Linked DNA regions of Mus musculus: region 2 is linked to region 1. A link is a contact called in public Hi-C data. All regions are on one chromosome and are shown on one strand. Each heading gives the region's core, a stretch centred on a gene start, on an enhancer-like site or on the middle of the called end of the contact. The rest is flanking DNA. Distances are from core to core; before and after follow the strand shown. Region 1 holds the start of 5930438M14Rik (RIKEN cDNA 5930438M14 gene). Region 2 overlaps Gm36427 (a long non-coding RNA gene).

Region 1 (4,736 bases), core at 2,066-4,565:
CCCTCTTCCTTTCTCTCCCTTTCAATATAAGAGGCAGCCAGCACTTACTGAGCACCAGCTGTACTGCAAGCTCTGGGGCCAGTGATACAAATGCAAAGCCTTTGTTTTAGGCTAACACAAAGAACCCATTGTCCTTAAACACAGAGACCTTCTCCACCCCAATCTGGTGGGTTCAGAGATGTAAGGGAGGGAAGTGGTGCCCAATGGTCAGCTTCTTAGCTCTGGAATCCTAGCTAGTGACTCAAACCCACAAGCTCTGCTCTAAAATGGAGATGACCAACTGCCTCAGACGTTTCTGGTAAGGATTAAAGGAGATGTTCCATGAAAATATTTTAGAGTGACTGTCCACTAGAAAAATCTCGATAAAAAGCTATTACCATGGATAGTATTTGAATAACGAGGGAAATCTGAAATTGACCTCCGGTGGATGTGAGGATAACTATCCTTTTAGCAAGAAAAAATAAAAATACTTGCTGGAACTTCACAGAAAAGTCTAAAAAGCAATATCCACTGCAGCTTACGTGTTCCCAAGAGCAGTTCTTCAACATGGCCAACACGTCATGTTTCTGTTTCATTTTCCTCATTTTCTTACACCAGAACGTTTTCATCTGTGCCCAATGTTTATTTCCTGCTTAAAGGTACAGCGTTCCCTTGACCAAGCCCGGGTCAACTGCCAACACTGTCACAACCCAGAATTGTAAGCTCTGATCCTGAGCTGCATCAAACAGTGAACCAAACCACTCCCTTTTCATTCAATGGTTCTCAACGTTTTCACAAGGGTCACCTAAGACCACATGGATAACAGTAGCAAAGGTACAGTAATGGAGCAGCAATGAAAGTGGCGTTATGGTCACGGCATCTGTGGAACGTGAAGAACAGTATTAAAGCATCGAGGCATTAGGAAGGTTGAGAACGGCTGACGCAGAGGGAGCAGCTGGTATTAAGCCCAGGTGAAGATTAGCACAGAAATCATGAAAGAAAACAAACAAACAAACAAACGGAAATGGGCTCCTCCTGTAAACACTCCGAGCAATTAAAAATTAAATGAAGGAAAAGAAGAGCAGGAGAGATGTGCAGGCGGCATGAGAGCGAGCACGGCGCGCCCCACTGCGCGTCTCAGAGACTTTCATCGATTAGATGAATTATGGCCGTCCTCAAGGTTTCTATTGAAAGACAACCAAGAGGTGGACTCCGGGTGCCTGTTGCCAGGCAGGCTGCACCCTAGGAGGTCAGAATGCATAATTAATCAAGGGAGGCAGCAGGAGACTGCCTATCTGGGAGCCCTGGCCCTGGTGCACAGACTTCCACCAGCAGAGTAAGGTTGCCCTAATGAGCTTTTCAAGGTGATCCTGCCTTTTCTCCGTGTTCCTCACCTCTAGTCCCTTTGGGGCATTTCCAACCTAGTTACTCCAACATTCCAGGAAAGGCACAATCTCCTTCAAACGCCACGCCCTCTTCCCAAACGGTCTCTGCAGACACAAACTGAACATTAGGGATGACATCACCACCTTACTGCAGGTTATAGACCCAGACACTGAATTCCCATGTGGGCCAAGGTGATGGGCCAGCCTTGAGCAGTGTGCTGTCTGGATTGAGAGTGGGCAAAGACTCTTGCTGAAAACATACTTCTGATCTAGGAATTCTATTTTATTTTCTTCTTTTGCCTTTAAAAAATGCAGATAGGCACATGAGACCTAGAATTTATCCGTGCTACACAATTTATGCTAGCTCATTACCTCCTGCTAGACTCCAAGGCTTTGTAACGGAAATTGGCTCTGATCTCCGAGATGGGCATTACATCATAGTCTTCTTTTAGCACATTATGTCATCCCTGCTGAGACGCATTATCTATGGTTGGCTCAGCAGTAGCGATTTTTGTGGGCCGACTGCAGTGTTCCCAAAGAACTGCTGGGAACCACAGATTGAAATCTGAAACATTTATCTTCTAAAAAGCTGAAAAGGGGAAAAGATGTTCATGTTGGACCCCATTTCTTTTCCTTAACCCTCTCCTTTCTTGGCTACTTGTAGATCGCTCTGCTGTGAGCACCGGAGAACAATGTGCAGAGGCTGTGCAGGAGCTAACATTTGGAAATAACTGAAATTAAGGGGGACTGACACCCTGTTTTTCATCTGGGACCAATACTCTGCACTTACCATGATCACATCTCAAGGGATGCTACAAAATGCTCAGAAGAACCACCTGTACTTGCACCCAGCAAATAGAGAACATCATTCTGCCAAAATCTTAGGCTGCTTCAGAAAAGAACACACAAATTGAAGCTACACATGCACACATACACCTGCTTATCTTCCTGACCATGCTGTGGCCACACAGACAAATTCTAGATTTGTATTAGAAAAAAAATGTTTGCCAGGAACTGCACCGATATTATCTCTTGTCACTTCAACCATGAAATTAGAAGCCCATTTTGTACCTTTCCATCCTAGGCAGGATAAGAAGAAACCACTGCACAGAGGGAATAGAAAGACACTTTTAGGATCGAGCAAAGATACTCCCAAGCCCCAGAGAATCCCTATACCTTTCTTGTCACAAAGGCATAATTATGGAATTGTGGTGGGGGAGGGTCTCTAAATACCAGAAGGAAATAGAATACATTCAACCATGACAGAATTACAATTCCTCTCTTATACACCAACTAATGAGATTCACTGGGCAGGGAATACGTGAGGGAGGAGGCTCTCAAAGAGGCTATGAAAGTCCTCTTCTCCACCCACCTGTGCACTTTTCAGACTTTTTAATAATGAATATTTATGCTCTCAATTACTCTCTGTGATACTTAAATGGCAGTGCCATCAAAGCAAACAAACCCAGGATTAATGGGAACGAAAGTAAAGCTAACATTTGTCCTGGTCCAAAAGCCTTGTTTCTTTCTATCTTCAGTAGTACTTTGTCACACTCCACCCTAGGCTACACACACACACACACACACACACGCCACCCTTGGATTACAAAGCAAGAAGTTACATTTCATTCATTTGCTTGGTCCACAATGAGGCCATGTGCACAGTCCAAGCATCCCCACAGGTGTTGGGACTCTGGGATATGAAAACTACCTGGCAGGATTTCAGCAATCAACTGTTCGCATCTTTAGCATCTCTTCTCCCATATTTCATGTCTGTTGCCATTCGTCTTTATCAACTCTGATGGGAAAAGTGGGGATTGATGGAGCGACCCACAGAGCCCTCTGAAGGGGCTTTCAGATCGACAGTAGACTATAAAATGTCATTAAACAGCTAAAAGCCATTTTCAAAAATCCTTTCCTCTTCCCTTCGCCTTTCTTCCTTTGTCCCTTCATCCCCACTTCTTCACTCAAGCTCTTAGAATTTTATGTTCTGACGGCCAAAACTCTTTAAATCGTAATAACTATGTATGCCACTCGGGATAGTGAAAGGAAACTACGTATACTCTGAATAGTTTCAAGTTTTTACTGCAGCCAAAGTAATTGCTATAGCATTTAAAAACCTACTGAAAAGAGCAAGGAGCCTTCACACATTAAGCTGATTTTCATGGAAGTTGTAAAATATTAGATGACTATAATTTCTATCAACAGCAGAATTAGCTGGCCTGACCATTCTCTTTTTGACAAAGTTAGTAGATTCATAAACCCTGGGAAATGCACCTCTGCCCCGGATTTTGGCTGACAGACATGCTGAAGAGGATATTAGGTATCATGTTTGCCTCTTCTGATGACCTGTATATCCCTGTAGGCTGTACCCAGTCCTGCTGAAAAGTCTTCAGGATAACTGAAAATCTTTAATGCACTCTCAAACAAAGCCAATGTGGAATAGAGCCAATGTGCCCCCCACCCCCCAGATCCAGAGCAAGGCAATTAGCCTTACCAACCACAGGAGCAGCAGCACCTGCCACCCTGCTACAGGGACGAGGAAGACAAGACCAACATCCTCATGTCATCTCTGAGAACAGATGTATAATGTGGGAATGAGATGCATGGTGTAAAACTAGCTCTCTTGCTCACTGTCTGCAGATTAAGGTGGATGTCCAGGGTGGTCCAAACAGGCTGAGACCAGATACTAATACTACTGACTTCTGACATTACAGCAAAACCAATGCTTAGGATGAAATGGATATTCTGATGGGAATTCTGGCAGTGTCTTCTGCTTTTTATTTATTTAGTGTGTGTGTGTGTGTTGTTGTTGTTGTTTTGTTTTTGTTTTACTTTGTTTTTGCCCAACTGCTTTGATGCTTAAGATGCTGGCAGAAATAAAACAAACCCAATATGTACCTTTCAATCCAACCTGGGAAGAGGATGCAAAGAGACCGGAGATACCCAGAATCACCTACTGTGTAGAAAGTAAACACTTGCTGTGTCACTGAAAACCTTAATCCTACTGTCCACCAGCAAGGCCAACTGTCCTCCCTACACTTCTCTCTGGGAGTGTCTGGGAGCATGTGGCATTGCCTAGACTGCAGAGGCTACCCTACTTCTCAGAGAAAGCCCTCAACGGTGAGCTTCTTCCTCAACGGTAACCACACACTTCCATAGACAGAGGCACGGTGGGACAATACAGATCACCAAAACTCTGTGATCCAAACACATACAGGTGGTGGAAAAATCAGCTTTCTGTATTTGGAGAAAATCACACTGGGATGTAGATGCTACATCTGATGGGACCCTTCTTATTGTCTGGAAAGTTTGTGTTCTTTTCATCCTAATCCTAGCCCACGCTGTGCACCCTGCCTCTCTCTAAGAATC
Region 2 (4,745 bases), core at 2,114-4,613, 55 kb before region 1:
AAAGTCAAGATACAAGACACCACACAAACTTAATTATGATGGAAAACATATCCATCTGCACAGCACCTAGTGTGAGCTACACATATCTTACCACCATTAATAAAATAAAAATCCTTCCTCATTTCTGGTCTTCCAATTTCAGGACCCTTGATTTGATCTGTCAGCTGTTTTAATCTTAAGATGGCTGAGTGAAGCAAAAAGGGATTAATCCTGATAGAAATAAATATTAAGGATAGAATTTTACCACCCTCTGAATTTGTTCCTCATGTCCACTGGTAAAACACTTTGCCAGTCCATAAAACACTTATTTTCTCTAAGCATTAGTAAAGCCAAGAGGAAATGTGGTGTTGCAGTAACAAGGTTGGTGTTACATGGCCCTGGCTCCAATTCCAGCCACACTGTGTCACCTTAAAACAGATACTCTTCCCAGCTGAGCATGTTGAGAGGCACTACACAGCGTTCCCAGATTAGTATCTGTAGGTAGCGTACTATGTGGACATCCCACATCAATCTACCTTGCTTCATTTCTTTCTTCTAACACAGTGGTTCTCAAGAGTGACAACCGCTTTGGGGATTGAATGATCCTTTTACAGCAATCACATATCAGATATCCAGCATATCAGATAGTTACATTATGGTTCATAACAATAGCAAAATTACAGTTATAGCGTAGCAACAAGATAATTTTACGGTTTGGGGTCACCACAACATGAGGAACTGGATTAAGGGCTCACAGCATTAGGAAGGATGAGAACCACTGCTCTAAAGTTGTGCCAACTGGAGAGTTGGTTCAGCAGTTAAAAGCACTAGCTGTTCTTCCAGAGGCCTGGAGTTCAATTCCAAGTAAGCACAGCAGCTTTCAACTGTCCATAACTTCAGTTACGGGATACTCAACACCCTCTTTGGCCTTAGAAGGCACCAGGCAAGTATGTGGTACACACACGCATGCATACACACACACACACACACACACACACATACACACACACACACACACACACACATGCACACACGCCAAACACATAAAAATTTTAAAGAATAAATATTCAGGAAAAAAAGCATCAATTTTTTTTAAGAGGTATGCTAGGAAATGATTGAATCTGGGCTGTCAAGGAAATGCGAATGAGGAAAATCCTGGAGAGTCAGACCTAGTTGGTAAGAATTATTAGGGGTCATTATGAGGAAGAGAAGACAGAAGACCATTCTGTCACTTCTGTTCAGAATGGACCATGGAGGTCGACAATGACCTATGGTGAATTGGCAAGATCACAGAGAAAGGGCTTGTGTGGCGCGACTGGCCTGTGCTAGGTAGAGCTGGCCTCAGTACTTTTCTCAGTAGTGCTGACCACAGTGTGCACCATCAATCTCTTAGCTCTCAGTCCTCCTCTCTACACTCCCGCTGTCCACTCTGTGTACTGGGGGACAGGATCTCTTGCATACAAGTAACTCCATGTATAATTAGGCTATGGGAAGCTAGAAAGCTTGACCGAGGTGGGATGAAGGGAGCGGCTAAGTTGTCCATCCTTTCTCTCTTTGCCCCAGTGGCATCCTGTAGCACTACTTCTGCAGATCCCCAATCTCAGAAACAACCAGCTCCTCTGAGCTCTCCCAGCCCTGCTCTCCCTGGTGCCCTAGCTGTAGCACCATCATCATGATCTCCACATGTGGTATGCCTGTCCCAAGACTGAAGCAACTGTCAGCCATTGCTAAACTCTGAGACGCTTCTCACCCCCTCTTCAGTGTCTCAATTATAAGTCTAAAGGCACAACCAGTTCTCTGGAACAGGACATCTGTTGTAAGACTGAATTGTTTTATATTTCCACACTAACCGCTAGCTGACACAACATCTAATCAAAGCATATGCATGATCATTTGTATAATCATGTATGATTCCATACTTTAAAAAACATATAAACTCAAGCTACATCATGATTAATCTCCCGGTAAAGAGAAGGAAAAAAAAATTCAGTGCAGAGTTCTCCAGCAAAATATATCATAGATCTGCTAATACAGGGCAATTACTCATTTGTGACTATAGCATGCATTTAATTCAGCATTTGCAAGGATGATGTAGAAAGGCAAATGAAAAAATGCAGAAAGTAATTCCCCGGGTACAATTTGAAATGTACTCCACAAATATCCAAAAGAATGAGGGAATAAAAATCTGGCAATCACAGAATAGGGATAGGAAATGATGTTGAAAATCATAATTGTACACAGCTAGCTCAAAGCAGAAAGTCCAGACAGTGCCCAGGAAGCACAGAGTTGGAGAGGTAAGAGGAACTCGTTGGAACCACAGATAATCCTGGGGTGGGAAAGGGAATAATAGATGAAAAAAAGTGAAGGAGACCCAGGACTGACTGGCTCAGAACTGAGTGCAACTTAAGTACCAGCTTGGATGTAGTCCTGAAGGGTGAAGGAAGAAACCATCTGATTGCTATGAGCATTAAGTGTCCTTCCTCTGCAGTGCTGCTATTTGAGATGATGTTCTCTCTCTCTCTCTCTCTCTCTCTCTCTCTCTCTCTCTCTCTCTCTCTCTCTGTCTCTCTCCCTCTCTTTCTCTATCTCTCTCTCTCCTCTTTCTCTCCCCCCGACCTCCAATCACTCCTGCCAATGTTTACAGTATTGATTGTTCCAAGATCAACAATGCTTTACCACTTTTGCATGCCTAGATAAGAAAACTATTAAAAACTGTAAGAACTCGAGGAAAGCAAATCAGAGGGATAATGAGCTGGAGGCTGTGATGGACAGAGGAAATGAGAGCCAGATTGGCTTAAGCAATCACATTTCCAGCACAGACCCAAAGAAAATCAGGCATATTGTGTGGGACAAACAAATTCCAATTAGAGAATAGATTCCAGCATTGACCTAATTATCTAGTGTCCAGTTCTCGTTTTTATGGGATGAATCCAGGCGAGTAAAATAAATTCTTGGAGCCAAAGTCACCCCTTCTAATAATGAAAGTTGCTTCCTTTTTTCTTCCTGAAGTCCCAGATGGTTAAAAAGATAAAATAAAAATCCCAGAATGTTATTTTTTGTGCAGTTTGGGCCTTAAATATAACATCTATCTGGATACTATGACTTCTGTGGGTTTATGTAGGTAATTTCTATGCCGTCAAGGGAGGTTCGAGGAATGAGTTCAAAGGAAGGGCAAGAAGCCTCAACTTTGAAAGGATAAAGCACCGGTAAAATCGATTGCTCCTAAGTAAATTATTAGTTGATCGAAGAGGAAGGATTAAAGCTGAATACTGGGAGGGCCTCGGTAAGCTGAGCGCTTGTGATCCAAGTGTTCCCGAGAAACCGTCTCTAAGCTAAAAGGGGGTAGGAGAGAAGCAACTGTAGTCAACTGTAATATAGCAAGTATCTGTCACGTGATTTAATTACAGAAATGAAAGCAACCCAGGAATTATGTGGTCTATTCAAGCCTGCAAGGAGCATGAACAAAGAATATAATTATACATCAAGCCTGTTGATTAAACAATTACTATTTAAAGCAGATATAGATTTAAAATTAATTTGCTTCTGCATTCTGAGGATTTGGGGACCAAGATAAACAGTGTTTGAAGTTTAATTATCTGTATGTGTGTAAGATGAAGGGGCTCATTTCAATTTGGTTAGTGCTGCGGAGCATTTTGGATGGTATAAAGGGACACAGCCAACACCGTGGCAAGTCTCTGCAGCAACGAAACGTGTGATTAAACCTAGCAAGAAGCCCTGCTCAACCTAATCCCCAGAGAATGGGGGCATAGTGCACGAGACATTGTCCAACTGCACATTAACATTCAAATGACATTAGTATGAAGTTTACCTAGAGGGTGAATACACTATCTCCAAGAGAATAGACAAAGGCCAAGCACACAGCCCTAGCTCCACCACAGAGACAGCTGGGGAGTGGATACCTTTACAGGGGACCAGACATATAGGACACCTATCTGCCAGCTACTTTAATTAGGGTGACTCCTATCAGTGGCCACAAGCACAGTGTCCCAGAGCAGAACTGCAGAGTTGAGAGGTGGGCACGATGCAAGGGTGAGTTGGGTTTGGCGTGAGAGACAATAAACAGAGAACAGAGCATTCTGAAGTTAAGGAATGACTTGCTGTTGTGAGGCATGGAGTCGTCTCTGTGTCTGCACACACAGTACAAACCACAATAGATGAGATTTCCTGTCCTCAAGCCGAGATCACCAGATGTCATGAAGGGAACATGCGCTTAGTGACCTAGTTGTATCTGAAACCTCCAACCCCACCACCTTTGTCTCAGGATAGCATGGCTGCTACCCATCTTCTTTTGTACCCTCCATCCAAACACTACCTCCAGCCATGGCGACTTTCCAGCAGATGTCCACCTTTTTGCTCCAAGTTTATCCATTTGCTTCTTCCCACTGTCTTGGAACAAAATTTCACTCCTCTGCTTCAACCAGTTGGAATCTCCTCATCATTCAGATTTCTCTTCACCTCACCTTAGGTAGTAACTAAAATTTGGGTTTGGATGACAACCATCTAGGTTCAAAATCCAAACTCTACCACTTATCATTCACATCACTTTTGTCCGCTGAGATTCCTTTTCTATGAAGCAGCTGTGACTAATATCTATATCATGGGGTTGTTACACTAGCCCATGAGTGAATGCATGAGATGCTCTCAAAACAGAGCCCATATTGTGGGAAAACCTTGGGAAATTGCTCTCCAAGCATAGGTCCTAAAGGTCTCTTGCAGTAAAGTATTTGGGATCTAAAACGCTTGGT

The links. A called contact is a pair of places that touch in the nucleus more often than the background predicts.
Region 2: a contact with region 1 is called in a Hi-C map of cortical neurons, with 2.0 times the contacts expected there. The contact joins the enhancer-like site here to the promoter of 5930438M14Rik in region 1. A contact is called at or near these places in 4 of 484 Hi-C or Micro-C datasets (cortical neurons, liver and nephron progenitors) and 2 of 115 datasets of contacts at active chromatin or transcription factors (both in embryonic stem cells).

What each region holds. Positions count from the first base shown.
Region 1 is chr13:101,230,706-101,235,441 of GRCm38.p6, reverse strand. 5930438M14Rik (RIKEN cDNA 5930438M14 gene) reads right to left here and starts at 3,315. Exons shown (of 4, transcript NR_046158.1): 1 at 3,076-3,315. All of the region lies in intron 2 of Gm36427 (a long non-coding RNA gene), which reads left to right.
Region 2 is chr13:101,285,344-101,290,088 of GRCm38.p6, reverse strand. The region is part of intron 2 of Gm36427 (a long non-coding RNA gene); the gene reads left to right. The region is part of intron 5 of 4933416M06Rik (RIKEN cDNA 4933416M06 gene); the gene reads right to left. Among named protein-coding and RNA genes, the nearest start is that of Gm36427, 18 kb to the left of the region's middle. Within about 2 kb of position 3,363, at least 10 of the 459 cell types and tissues checked have an H3K27ac peak or open chromatin away from gene starts, as enhancers often do. A contact at or near this core is called in cortical neurons, where this site is marked.